2 separate regions of the Gossypium hirsutum genome follow, and region 1 is linked to region 2. The links are chromatin contacts, called in public Hi-C maps. All regions are on one chromosome and are shown on one strand. The core of a region is the stretch at or near the end of the contact, and the rest is flanking DNA. Distances in the headings are between cores, read along the strand shown. Region 1 holds the start of LOC107888763 (40S ribosomal protein S24-1). Region 2 holds the start of LOC107888971 (trihelix transcription factor GTL2).

Region 1 (7,499 bases), core at 2,735-5,234, 440 kb after region 2:
TTGTTCCAGAAGCTCATGCTCATTTCTCAATTTGACATCTAGTCTCATGGAATGGAACTTAAGTTTATGGATCAACAAAGTCAAAGATTATATGCATTATGGAGGAGCGGCTGTTGCAAGGGATTCGAGAGCAAATTCTATTTTGATCTGCAGAAGTTTGCTCGCTCACTCGAAGGTTAAAGCTCGAATTTTAATTCATCGTTTTGCACCGCTCAAAATAGGAGGCCAACTCCTGTAGAATTATTAACAAGGAAAAACATTGGCTCAACATCATTAAAGGCAGAACGAAGGTTGGATGGAAACTTATCCAGGGATGGCAGACATTAAAGAACCAATGCATATGGTAAAGATTTGTACAGGAGACTTCTCGAACCAAGGAATGAAAAAGGAAACAAGAGAGCTTACAAGATAACATATCCTTTAGTTGATTGTAGCATACGGATTTATTTGGTTTCCATGCAAAATATTTGCATTATGTACCAAAAAGAAAAATGTGGCAGCATTTTAGTTTTTAGAGCATTATCTGCATGCACCAGAACCTTTACGTCTACCACTAAGCATATGATGTTCATTAAACGATTCTTGGAGACTCAAGGTACAAAAAAGCATATCCACGCATGTAATTAGTTCACCAAGGGAGACAAATATGTATGTATATATTTCAGAAAGGTTAACTTACAGATGAATAACCAGAGATGCAATAATCAGGATGGCGAAGCAAAGCTAGAGTTGTCTCTGCAAACAAAAAAAAATAGGAATGTAACATAACCAGTCTGACAGATATTGAACTTGACATGTTTAAGAAAAATAAGAGAATACACCACTTAGAACCAGGGCACCTTCTACATGTCATAAGTATTGCTACAGTAAAACAAAAAGAAGAAAGCAGTCATATGCCCACTTCTTGCATCCGAAATATCATTTAACCATGAACAAAATGTAATGAATGGCTTCTATGCGCATTTCAATCAAACTAAATCATTAAATAGGGTAAAAAGCTTATGCCCTTTCTTGTCATAATTGTATGTCAAAAATTTTATTAGCTCTCATGCAGTTGCTATTTACTAAAGCAGATTTCAGAATAACAAATATGATAGTTATGCTATAGAGCTATAAGACTTGTGCATGGCCTCTTGGGTTATTATATTTTCTTTATGACTAGGCTAATACTCGGAGATAGTGCAAAAATGATAGCTACAACAGTTAAAAAGGAATAGCATTTTCATCTATCTTCACTTCCCAACTGTAATCTACATAATGCATAGAACACCACCACTATCTCCAGTAAGACTCTAATTAACTATAGACAGATCTTAGAATGCTTTACCTGTCAACACAAAGCTCAGACCCTCAGAGGTAGAGGTATCAGCAACTTCAGCAATCCGATTAAGATCCCTTTGAAGAGACCGTCCCATACCCAACAACCCAACCTAATAATAAAAACAAAGAGACTACAAATGAACAAATGGTAATTGAATTCCATCAGTAATGGCAACCATCACAATTCTGTGTCCATCTCTCTTCCTTGTCTAGCTCATTTCACATGACAATTATTCATACAAAATTAAGTCTTGACACTTTATTACAAAAAGGAATTCATATTAAAGTCAGCTTTAAAGATTCTACCAGAATTCACATTTAAGCAACCCTCCTCCATAGACACCCGATTTTGTCAGGGTCATTCTCAAGTCTCACTTTGATTTCTCCTAATTTGGATTGGTCCATTCTTTTGTGTCTTTTGTCTAGCATGCCGGATGTTACAACTTCTCTGTATATCACATTTATTTCACATTCAATCTATTCAGTTGAATTTCGACATGTTGATTAACCGTGTATTTATCCATACATCTGAACACCACTACTTCATATCTTACTTCAACACATCTGATCGGTAGCATTCTCACTCTGAAATTGGATATTAATTTATTGATATGCATCAATGATGCAAAAAACAAAGGAACAAATCCTTAAAACATAGTATTTCTTTTTATCTAAAAACTAGCTTCACCATCATTACAAGGAGATCAGCATGCTTTTTTATGATTAAAGAAAGCAGTTGATTCATTAATGTTAAACATCATTCAAGGACTTTATCACCTATGCAAACATACTTAAAGCAAAAGAATAACTAAAAAGCAATAAAAGAAAATCCAAAAGCTTACCTGAAGCTTAATAACACTAGTCCTTTCGCTAGTAGTGAGCACACTACTCTCAGACCGATCCGAAAGGAACCCGGAGACCAAAACAAAGGCAGCAAACCCAACCAAAATCAAGAAAAAACTCGAGCCGGCACCAACACCTACCCCAACTGCAGGCCCCATGTAAAACCCACCACCTCCGAATGGAGCAGGCGCATAATAAGGAGCCGAATACGAAGAAAACCTCGACCCTCCATTTCTAGGCACCGAATAACTCCTCGAAGATGAAGAACTCGAAGAAAAAGACCTTCCTCCCATCCTCCCACCTGATGCAGCCAATGCTACGTTATTAGGATCATACATTAGCAACAAACCCAATAAAACCGCGGCTATAGCGGGCTTTTTTAACGCGTTCAAAGCTTTTAACATTGTTTGAGAAATAATCTCGAATGGGTTTTTGTCATTTGAGCTGGAACTCAACTGGTTGTTGGAGCCCAAACTCGAGCTCGTCAAATGTTTCCTCTGCTCCGACGAGAAGAAGCATTTAACAGTGAACTTTGCCGAACGTTGACCGTTGAAAGCCAAAGTTCCAGTGAAATGAGATAGGCGAGGAGGAGAAGGAAGAGGCAAATGAAGGGGGAAATAGTGTTTCAAGTTCAAAGTGTTGGATTGGAGCAAAGAAGAAGTAGAAGTTGCCATGGTGAATGGAGAGAGATTATGAGCTTTGGGTGCGGAGATATTTTTTTGAAGAATGAGGGAAGGTGAGATCAAGAAATGATTTGGTTTTGCGGGGAATGAGTTTGGGTGAATGTGATGGTGAAATTTGAGGGAGTTGTGGCCATGATAAGAGAAGGCCGATAGTGTCATTTTGAACCTCTCATCTTCATTTGTAAATTCCCATTCAAAAGTTTTAGGTCTAATTTTGTCTTCAACCCCTCTTCTCTTTAATAATTGAAGCTTTGTCAAAATGCATCCATAAAAAATAATGAGGGTTTTCGTTGCTAAATAAACCAATAATTAAAAATAATAATCATATTTATCTATACTATTATTTAAGTCTTTAATTGAATGTTGGTATCACGAATCAACTGGACACCAACTCGATTAAAGAAATTAGAAAATGTCCTTCTATAATTAAAATAAATTATATTATTCAAGGGCGTTTTAATTTTTTTATTTAAAAGAATCAATAAAAAAACTAGGTACGATTGAATTTAAATCTATACTAATTACATTGATAATATATTATTTTTATCACTAAATCAAAGCTTTATTTTAATAAGATATTAACATTTTTATTTTATTATATATTTTTTATTACTTTCATCAATTAAATACATAATTTTTACACACATGCCCCTGTAATAAAATTTTTAATTAGTACATCATTACTAAGATCACAATCATATTTCAAGATATAGTGAAAAAATTCATGAAAAATTTTAACTAGATTTAGAGTTAAATAAATTTTACAAGGGTATAATATTCTTCCAATCCCTGTACTATTTAGATTTTTTAAAAATTAGTCTCTTTGCTTTTAACCAAAAGAATTTAGTCCCTTTACTTATTTGCTTTTAAAATTAATTTCTAAAAATTTTGAATATATGTTATAATTGTACTTTAATTTTTAAGTCAAACATTTAAATTTTAAAATACCACATATTCAAAATTAACAAAAGTTTATTAACAGTGTCATACCGATTGCAATTTAGTTTTTAAATAAGATAAAAAAAGAACTAAATTCTTAAAATTAAAAGCAGAAGGATTAAAGTTTTAAAACTTTGAAGAGTAAAAGGACAACGAGGCAGAATTAACCCTTTTAAGGGCAGACTCAAGTATTTACTATAGCCATTTGTAGAACTTAACGTTAAAAAAGGGAAGCCCCATTTAAAACCCAAGATGCAAAAACTAAAAAAGCCCAAATTCAAAACCTAAAATAAACCCTAATCAGTGATAAGTCGATTCCATAGGAAACCCTATAAAAACTTGTTTTTTCGCTATTGCTATTCTCTCTCCTTGAACTGCTGCCGCTGTTTGTAACTTTTGGTGCTTCCAGTGCGTCGAAACCAAGAAAAGAGGAAGATATTTGCTTAACCATGGCGGACAAGGCAGTGACTATTAGGACAAGGAAGTTCATGACGAACAGGCTCCTTTCCAGGAAACAATTCGTAAGCTCCATTTCCATTTTTTTCCCGCTCATTTCTTCGTTAACCAAACAATGGGCAACGTTAAATTTTAAGGCTCGGAGCTTATTTCTTTCGTAATCTTTCACATTATTTTCCATTACCTGCTTTCAGTAAGGTTTAGTTCGGCTGTAGATCTGCTCAAAGAAAGAAAATAGAAGAAAATGAGAGAAAATAAGTATTTGTTTTTTGTTAGTTTGCTTGTAGGATGCTTAATTTAGGTCTTTCCTTGATTTGTCATTTGGAAACAAGTGACTTTTTTTTTCTTACTATGAAGCCTGCAATAAAATAAAATTGCTCTTTTGGGAAACTGAAGGTCAGATGAGCTTATATATGTTTGAAATTGTTAACTTGGAAGATGAAACTTGTTATTTACTTGTTTTGTAGATCATTGATGTTTTGCATCCTGGGAGGCCCAATGTTTCTAAGGTAAATGTTTAATGATTCTCAATAACATTGTTTTATTGTCTTAACTTCCAGAAAATTGGACTGCTTGTGTTAACATATCTTTGATTTGTCGATCCTGTATTGTTAGGCGGAGTTGAAGGAGAAGCTTGCTAGAATGTATGAGGTGAAGGACCCAAATTCGATCTTTGTGTTCAAGTTCAGGACTCATTTTGGAGGTGGTAAATCTACTGGATTTGGTTTGATATATGATTCTGTCGAGAACGCAAAGAAGTATGAGCCCAAATACAGACTGATCAGGGTAATTTCTGATGTGTTTTATTTACATTTTCTCTGGATTTGTTAGTGGTGTGTCTGTTTTATTAGTAACTGCATACTGAAGTATTTTTCTCCACATAGTTTTGTTTTTGGTATTCTCAAAAAAGCAATGTTGTGATACTAGTGAGCACGGAGGCAATGTTGCCTTTTAAAAGTAACAAGATGGACTTGGAAGTAGAGCCTTTTTTATAATTTGTACTTGAGTACTGCATGGTTATGAAGAAGACGAGTGGGGGTGATTTGCATTTTAGGTTACTTATTGTAGCATTTACGTCAGTGTAGGTCATAAGCATTTTAATTTCATCAAATTGCATCATTGAATTTCTATTATTAATAAATTAAGTTGTACTAATTCTCATGAAAATGTTGGCTCAAAGAACATGTGGGAAAGCATGAAATCCCGACCTTGGTTTTGTTTAGAGAATAAGTTACTTATGCATGTTAAGATGGCTTTTAAATTAAAATTATTTAATTGAGTTTGCATAAGTAATCTAATATATTAATAATAGGAGTTCAGTGATATAACGTGATGGAATTAAAGGGTTGAGACTTGTATGATAGTTTATGTTTGTTTAGTGATCTGAATGTGAATTACCCTATAATGTATTATGTGACTATGCTGCTTTGACTTTTCACACCTATATCTGACACATACTTGAATATGGATATGAAGGCATGACCTTCGAAAGTCCTTCAAAATTTATAAAAAAATTGAATATACTTTGTATTTGATACTCACTCCTTAGTCCAAGCAACATAGTTATGCAAGGCATTGAACCAGGGCTTTCATCTTTATGTCAGCATAACTATGTAATGTTACTTTAACCTTCTGGGTTTTCTTGCAGTTATTTTCTTTTGATTCCCTATCACATACTTATTGTCTTTTCATTGTTATTAATTCCGTTTGAATTGGTTTCTTTTAAGGGCATCAAAGGTACAATGCAAGACACTAATTATTTGTGTTACTATTTCAGAATGGACTCGACACCAAGGTGGAGAAATCAAGGAAGCAAATGAAGGAAAGGAAGAACAGGGCTAAGAAGATCCGTGGAGTAAAGAAGGTAAGATTAAATTATTTCTTTGTTCTCATGTTAGTTTACCTGAACTGATTTCACTTCCGAAAAATTTGATGATCGATGAGGGTCAATTTTCTGACCATTTTGCTTGTTCTGTAGACCAAGGCCAGTGAAGCAGCAAAGAAGAAGTGAGCTAAAAGGGATGAAAGAAAAGGTGAAATCTATGTCTATCTTAGGGTCAGTCTTTTTCAACAGCTTTTGTTTACTAGCCTTGCCTCAAGTGTTTAGGTGTCCTTGAACCTGATTTACCTTTTTGTTTTCGAAAGTGGATTTTGATGTTGTATTATCTGATTGTTCTAATTTGAGTACTCTTGCAGTGCAGAATTTTGAAATATTTAGATCATATTCTTTTTTTGGAGTAATTATTTGATGATGTGAAAGATCACACAAATTAAGATTTGTTTTCTTTGGGTGCCGTTGTGTTGAAGAGAACCTATGGGTGCCTCTTGAAGTTGTTGAAGAGTGAGATTTATGGCATGCTGAAAAGTGAGTGCATGTGGAAATTCCTGTTGTTGAGAAGTAGAAGGCATGAAATGAACCCACAACTTCTAGGATTTAGAGCAGGTTATGGGATGCTAGTTCAAGTAGTGTTTTGGGTTCGAACCACTTTGTGCTCTTCAAAGCCACACCACTTTCTCTTGCTTTTCAGCAGCCATGGTTCAGCCCTACAAAGGCTAGAAGAGGTGAGAGTCTACTTAAATGACGCCCAAAGATATACTTTTTGTGGATGTTAAATTGATAATGCTAATGAAAATTACTTTGTAGAATTATATTTTCAGTCCCTCTCAAATTTATTAATCAATTTGGTCTCTCAAAAAATTTGAGCAATTTAATCTGTCAATTTCGAATGTTAACATCTATGTACAATTAATCTTTATTTTAATATTTTTGTCAAATTTACGCAATTTTAATTGGTATAATAAATTTAGCTCTTAAAAAATATGCATTTTATTTATTTTTATGAAGTTCTTTTATGTGTATTGTTTTTGGTTTTTTAAGTATCAGGATCAAATAGATCAAAAATATTTAAGGAAAGCAATAATTGTTTTTAGTCGATAAGTTATGAAATTTAGAGGGGTCAATGTGTTTAATATTGAAATTGAGAGGGTGGTTTTTAGTAAATTATTTATATGCCGACATAAAAGGTGGAAAAATTCGGCAGAATCACATTCGTAGGGGGAAATATTTAGCTTGTAGGATTAGATATAAGTGTTAATGTCCATTTACAAATTTATTTTAAAATGACTCTCTATTTTGTTGAACCTAAATTCCTTGGTTTGAATTTTTATTAAAGGCCATTCAGTATGGGCGTTTCCTTAACTTGTTGGAACTCTTCCAGCTTTCCACCATGTTTCGTGGGAGCAAAGAACAACCTTCCC
Region 2 (6,998 bases), core at 1,975-4,474:
AAATCACTAATTCTCATTAGGGATAAGTATAACTTTCAATTCCTAGTTTCAGATTAAAATCTGATTTAATATATTTTCATTAGGGACCTTATATTTTCTAACTCTAATATGATTTCATGACAAGTTTTACATTTATTCAATTTGATTTCCAATGTAACAAAATTAACAAACTAAATAAATTAACTTTACAATCTAGTCCTTTTCATAATCTAAGCTTAAAATTTATCAATTTCAAGCCTAATTCTTTAAGAAATCAACAACGGTAATTTTCTAAAACTTTAACATATTCACAAATTGGTACACGAGCTAGATAAATCAAGCTCTCATGACCTCAAATCTATAAAAATTACAAGAAAATAACTAATTTATATGGTTGAATGTTAGAGACCCTTGAAGGTTTCTAATTTTCTTTCTTTGTGGTGGACGGCGAAGAGATTGAAGATAGAAGAGAAATTTCCTCTTTCTTTCCACGATGTTATATATATAGGTTAATTAGTTTAACTAATTATACTTAATTAACTTAACAAATCACTAATCATGCTTAATGAATTTAACATTATCATCCACTAATCCCTATTTGAAAATGATTTATTTACTATTTTGGACCTTTGACTAATTGCCATATAAATCCCCAAGTCTTTTGTCAATTAAAATTTTATAGCGATTGGACTTTTACGATTTAATCCGTAAGCCTTAATGAACTATTAATTTGGTAAAATTACTACATCAATCTTTAAACGATTTTTATAGTAGCTCCATAAATATTTAATATTTATGAACTCAACCTACGGAAATAGAATTCTGAAACTGTATTTTTTGATACCATTAAAAACCACGTCATTACACCGTAATCATGTATTAATGAAAATATAACAAGATAAGTGGATAAACTTAGAAGATTAAAGCTCACTTTTGTTGGCTATAAAGGGTTGAGAACATCGTTTGTTGGTTGTTGATTTTGAGAGCTAATTAAACTTGTTCTATATTGGAGAACATTTTGTTAAGGTAATTCCTTTGTACTTTCACTTTACTATTGGAGTGATTATTCCTTTATTTGAGTGACGGTGTTTGAGGGGGTGGGGTGCAAATAATTATATAACAATGAAGTTTCAATTATCTTTTGTGGGAGTTGATAGATTTAACTTAAATCACTCATTGTACCGTAAAATTATTTAAGGAGTTCATTCTTCTTTTTTAAAACAATTTCATTATAAGTTTTTTTTATCATATTTGATCTTTTTTGACATAATATTTAGAACTACTTATAGTTCCTTCTTAACCCATAAATAAAAGGATAATGTGTTTCAGTTTACTCGAATTTACATCTTTCAGTATTAACAATAATACCCATACTAATCAAATTAAAACTCAATCAGATATTAACTTAAACAGCTTGAAACCATTGTATTTTCAAGTTTTGTTGGGTCAGTGAGATTGTGAAAACTCATACATAATACATGCATGCATGCAAGCCCACTTTATTATCTCATACATAATACATGCATGCATGCAAGCCCACTTTATTATCTTTGAGAAAACATTTTCTCTTTATTTATTTATTTATTTTGAAATACATTCGTATAATAATAGAAATCTATTCTTACTGTACTCATAACTCCTATGTGTTTATTTAATAGCTAACTATTTCATCAATCTTTAAATGCCCAATTTGATTATCCAAATAAATATTGAACATCTAGCATTTCAACTTAGATCTAATTCGCGTAGATCCCCAAAAATACCAATCAATTATTTGAAATAATTTTTGTCCCTCACAAATCAAAGGCAGTATAGTAGCTGTAGGCAAAGTAAATATAACGTTTTGAGAACGAAATTCGTAAATTGTACTGTAAATTGAATTGTATTTTATTTTTTTATTTAAAAAATTAGGAAATTAGTTATTATATGTTAAATCAAAAAATAAATTTATCTTTTTATTAAAATTTATTTTTACTGTTAAAAGATAATCTTTATACATTAATCATGTTAATTTTTAATAGTAAAATAGATAAGTAATTATCCATTCTTTGAACTAATTTATAGAGTATAATCGATGATACTTTAGTAAAGGAATGATTGAAAAATCAGACTCTAAATGTAAATATAATGGATGAGTATCCATATTATGTGGAATCAAGATTTAGGCGTATGTTTGAGAAATGTAATAATGGACTGTAAATTACATAATTTACAGGCTAGGGTAAATTGGTGGGCGACAGTAGCCTCTTCCTTCCTTAAATAATTTGGTCCCAATGTCTGCATGTTTTCACGTGTCCTGCCATCACCATTGCCGTTAATTACAGCATCAGCTACTGCATAGGATTCTAAGGACCCAAATATAATAAATAATTAAATTACATAATTTTAAAAAATTGAAAGTATCCTTTTCCAATCCCCTATTTGTTGGTTGTTTCCCTCACTCTCATGCCTGTTCACTGGATCCCACTTTCTTTTCACATTTCACTTTCATTAATATCAATTATCATACCGCTGTTTTAAATCTTCTTCCATTTTTTAAATAATTCATTTCCAAAATCCCATTTTAAATGTGTAAATAATATTAACATTTAGTTAAATTGGTCCAAACTATACAAATATTTATATGTTTTCCAACTTCTTCTTCTTTTTTTTTTATAAAAAAATGACTCATTTTTCTTAAAATATTGTTTGGTTTCCACTCAAATCATATGTATATATTTAGTGCAGACACACACACAAAAAAAAGGACTAATCTGTGTCTTACTTAAACTATGGTATTATTATATTTTAGTATTCATTTTTTGTTTTCCTAAATATTTATCTGCCAAAGGAGTTTTATAGAAATACATATAAAAAGGTGATTGATGAAAGTTTGACTTGATAAGAAAGTCAAACAGATCAACGGCTGCAGGAGACAAATGAAGTCGGTTGAAAAGTAACGACAACCTCAAAAAAACAACAAAAAAGAAATGAAACTTTTGAATTAAAACATAAGGAGAAAAAAAGAAGAAGCAAATAAACCAAGAAAATTTCTTCAACTTTATATTCAAGCTTTGCCTTTTGCTAAGAGAATTAAAACAAAAACAAAAACTAAGCCTTTTATTATTCCTATTAAAGTTTAAATCATTGAGTAAATAAGTTTTTTATTGAAAAATTAAAAATAAATAAAATAATAATAATTTTTATTTTATAATTAGTTCATTAAATTTAAATAATATACCAAGTACAAGTGCAAGTGCATGAATAAAAAATATATATATTTGGTGGAATGGGAGCAATTAAATGTTAATCCAAAAAAGCAGCAAGAACTTAACCTTAATGGTACATTTATGAGTTGGGGTCTCATTGGACAGTGACTTCACTTGCCACCAAAAGGGGTGTGGTGGGCTATCTTTTCTCTTCCATGACAGGACAAAATTCTTGATAAATGAGAGAGAGAAACAAAGAAGGCATCAGATAGAGATAGAGATAGAGAAAGGGCAGCTATGGTGTTTTTTGAGTGTTTGTTTTGTTTTTGCAGCCCTTCTAGTCCTCTCCCATTTTACTGAACCCCCCAAAACCCAAAAGGAAAGATAGTGTAAAAGGAAAAGAAAAATGTTTGATGGAGTGCCAGACCATCTTCATCAATTCATAGGAGCGTCATCAGCATCAGCTAGAACCACCACCACCACCACTCTCCTTCTCCCTCTCTCTTTCACTTCTTCAAATGGTTTCACTTCCTTTGACCCTTTGTTCACTTCTTCATCAAACTCCCATCATCAGCAAGTGCCCCCTCAGCTGCATCATCATCATCATCAGCAGCAGCAGCAGCAGCAGCAGCAGCAGCAGCAGCCTCAGTTGTTGCAGTCATTGCACCAGCAGAAGAATAATGAAGAGAGTACCACCAGTTTGGTAGGTATGAACATGGAGATTAATGGAAGAGATCAGAGATCCATTGCTGAACCGATTGATAATCTTCATCATCATCATCATCCTTGGTCTAATGATGAAGTCCTTGCACTGTTGAAGGTCAGATCTAGCATAGAAAATTGGTTCCCAGAATTCACTTGGGAACATGTCTCAAGGTATATACATACAAACTATACATATATCCATTTCATGTTTTCTTTTCTTTTCTTTTCTTCTCTTTTCTAATAGATAGAGTCCCTTCAAATTTTGATGAATGAAACAATCAAATTGGATAGTATTAAATCATCTACATTAACCCTTGTGGGGATATCATTATTTATGAGCCGTTGTTAATGAAAGAGAGAGAGAGAGAGAGAGAAAAGGGATACTGATAATTAAATAAACAAAAAAAAACCTTGGTATAGTATTTTATAAGTGAATAATTGATAGTAAAATAGAAAGAATAAGTGTTTGATATATAAATATAGGCATGCAGCTTTGTAATGGTTCAATTATATATATATGTGCACACAGTTATGGTGGGTGCAGGAAGTTGGCAGATCTTGGGTTCAAGAGGAGTGCAGACAAATGCAAAGAAAAATTTGAAGAAGAAAGCAGATATTTCAACAGCATCAATTGCAGCAAAAACTACAGGATCTTTAGTGAACTTGAAGAACTTTATCAAGCTGAGAATCCTCCACCTCCACCTCCACCTCCGCCTCCTCCTCCTCCTCCTCATCATCATAGCCAGCAGCAGCAGGTGGCTGTTGTTGCAGATGAAAACAACAAAAATGTGGAAAAGTCAAGGGAAGATGAGGACAATATGGGTCAGAATTTGGAAGCTGATTCAAGAAATGTCGATGAATTATATCAAACTTCACCAGCAAACAACACTGCAATGTCATCAGATCAGGATAACAAAAAAGTGGTTGAGAACAAAGCAAACTATGATGATAACAAGGCTGCTGCTGCTGCCAACAACAACAAGAAGAGGAAAAGGGTGAAGAAACTTGAGTTGTTCAAAGGGTTTTGTGAAGATATTGTGAACAAGTTGATGATCCAACAGGAAGAGATGCATAATAAGCTGATTGAAGATATGGTGAAGAGAGATGAAGAAAAAGTTGCAAGAGAAGAAGCTTGGAAGAAGCAAGAGCTGGATAGGATTAACCAGGAGCTTGAACTTAGAGCCAAGGAACAAGCTATTGCTGGTGATAGACAGGCCACCATAATCAAATTCTTGAGCAAATTTTCACAAACTGGATCCTCTAAGAAGCAATGTTTTGGAAGGGTTAATGAAGATGTTGTCAAGGTACCAAGTGAATGTTCAAATCCTCCTATTGCTTCTTCATCTCCTTTAGTGGCAGTAGCAGAAAACCCTAATCCCATTGTCACTGACCAAAACAAAGTTGATCAAGTTTCTACCACTTCTCCATCTTCTATGAACCTCGCCCATCAAAACAAACAAAGCATGCCCATATCCATGACAGAAAGTCAAGCTCCTCAAAACCCTAATCCGGAAACACCTGATACTTCATCATTAGCTCCGCAAAACCCTAATTCTGTCAGTGCTGAAAGCAATCCATTACCGCCCACTTCACCATTGACGGTAAATAAAGCTCCCCAAAACCCTACGTCCAATGAGAAAGAAGACCTTGGAAAGAGATGGCCAAGAGATGAAGTGTTGGCATTAATAAACCTGAGGTGCAGTCTTTATAACAACGGTGACCATGAGAAGGAAGGAACAGCCATAAAAGCTCCTCTATGGGAAAGAATCTCACAAGGGATGTTAGAATTGGGCTACAAGAGAAGTGCAAAGAGGTGCAAAGAGAAATGGGAAAACATAAACAAGTACTTCAGAAAAACCAAAGATATCAACAAGAAGAGGTCCCTTGACTCAAGGACATGCCCTTATTTTCATCAATTAAGCACTTTGTACAGTCAAGGAACACTTATAGCACCTTCTGATGGGCCGGAAAATCGCTCGCCGTTGCCGGAAAACCACTCAAAATTGCCAGAAACCGGTAAGGATTCATGTCAAAGGGGAGACAAGGATTCAACTGTGCATGTTTCGGGAGGTAATGAGACAAACATGGTTATTCAAGTACCAGGTTTTGAATTTGAATTCTGAATCACATTACATTTTTGTGTGTACGTTAAATTACTTTTGGTATTACAATCGCTAATGACATTATTAATACTACAATATTAGAAATAATAGTACTTTTTTTGGGTTGAAAATTAATTTTTAATTTTCTTAGAGAATCTAATGTAAACTTTCATGGAGGATATATGTTTAAACTTGTACAGTAGTGAGCACCGACAATTTAATTTCAGGTCAGGCCTACTTTCATTTTATAATTATTGATTAATGCTCCTAATTCTTTCATTTTACGAGTTTAGTTCTATTTTTAAGGGCCCGGCGAATTCAAAGGGATAGGTAGGGCTGGATGAAAGGGTATATTTTGCTTTTGGATCCTCTTAAACATTAATTGTTCAATTCAATCCTTTTATTTAACTTCAACCTCAACAACTTACATTCCACCCTCCAAATAAAAAATCCTAATTTTGTTGATGATAATTTCAATAGAGATTGTTATTTACTAAATGTAGGAAGGACAGTGTTCAGGCGCAGTTCACTGTTCCATGCCAAATAAAATAAAAACAATGCTGAAAGAAGTTGGGAATCTTTTCAGCCAAGAAAATGAGGTTTTGTACACTAGTTGCTGGAACATTTCAGAAACATAACAGATATTTCTACATATAATCTGGATATATTCATAAATGCTTTTCACACTCTAAATTAATTTTATGCCAAATGTTTTATCTATTATAATAACAATTTTTTTTATACATGAAATTGAAATTTTCAACCAATAGATTCAAAAAAAATTGTTATATTTGATAAATCAATGATATTTTAAAAGAGTTTGAAAATTATTTTTATTTTGTATTTGATACAAAATTTTCAAAATAAAAATATTGAAACTTATCACTTTATATAGAAAATGGTAAATTGATTTTATTTTAAAAAATATATATTTGAAATAAATTATCTTTTTAAAGAATAAATTCAAAAGTATCATATTTGACTTTTCCTTAAAACTATTTTTATTAATTTTACTAAAAAAACA

Evidence for each region. Hi-C and Micro-C count contacts between places; a contact is called where the count stands out from the background.
Region 1: a Hi-C map of leaf shows a contact between it and region 2, with 1.9 times the contacts expected there. The contact joins the promoter of LOC107888763 here to the promoter of LOC107888971 in region 2. A contact is called at or near these places in 2 of 34 Hi-C or Micro-C datasets (both in leaf).

The regions. Positions count from the first base shown.
Region 1 is chrA11:109,393,623-109,401,121 of Gossypium_hirsutum_v2.1, forward strand. It overlaps LOC107888763 (40S ribosomal protein S24-1), which reads left to right and starts at 3,985. Exons shown (of 5, transcript XM_016812966.2): 1 at 3,985-4,306; 2 at 4,709-4,750; 3 at 4,857-5,027; 4 at 6,019-6,105; 5 at 6,220-6,458. The coding sequence starts at 4,235. The coding sequence ends at 6,252. It overlaps LOC107888772, which reads right to left and starts at 2,998. Exons shown (of 6, transcript XM_016812977.2): 1 at 2,163-2,998; 2 at 1,328-1,430; 3 at 680-735. The coding sequence starts at 2,837.
Region 2 is chrA11:108,954,801-108,961,798 of Gossypium_hirsutum_v2.1, forward strand. LOC107888971 (trihelix transcription factor GTL2) reads left to right here and starts at 3,225. Exons shown (of 2, transcript XM_016813257.2): 1 at 3,225-4,043; 2 at 4,417-6,200. The coding sequence starts at 3,574. The coding sequence ends at 5,995.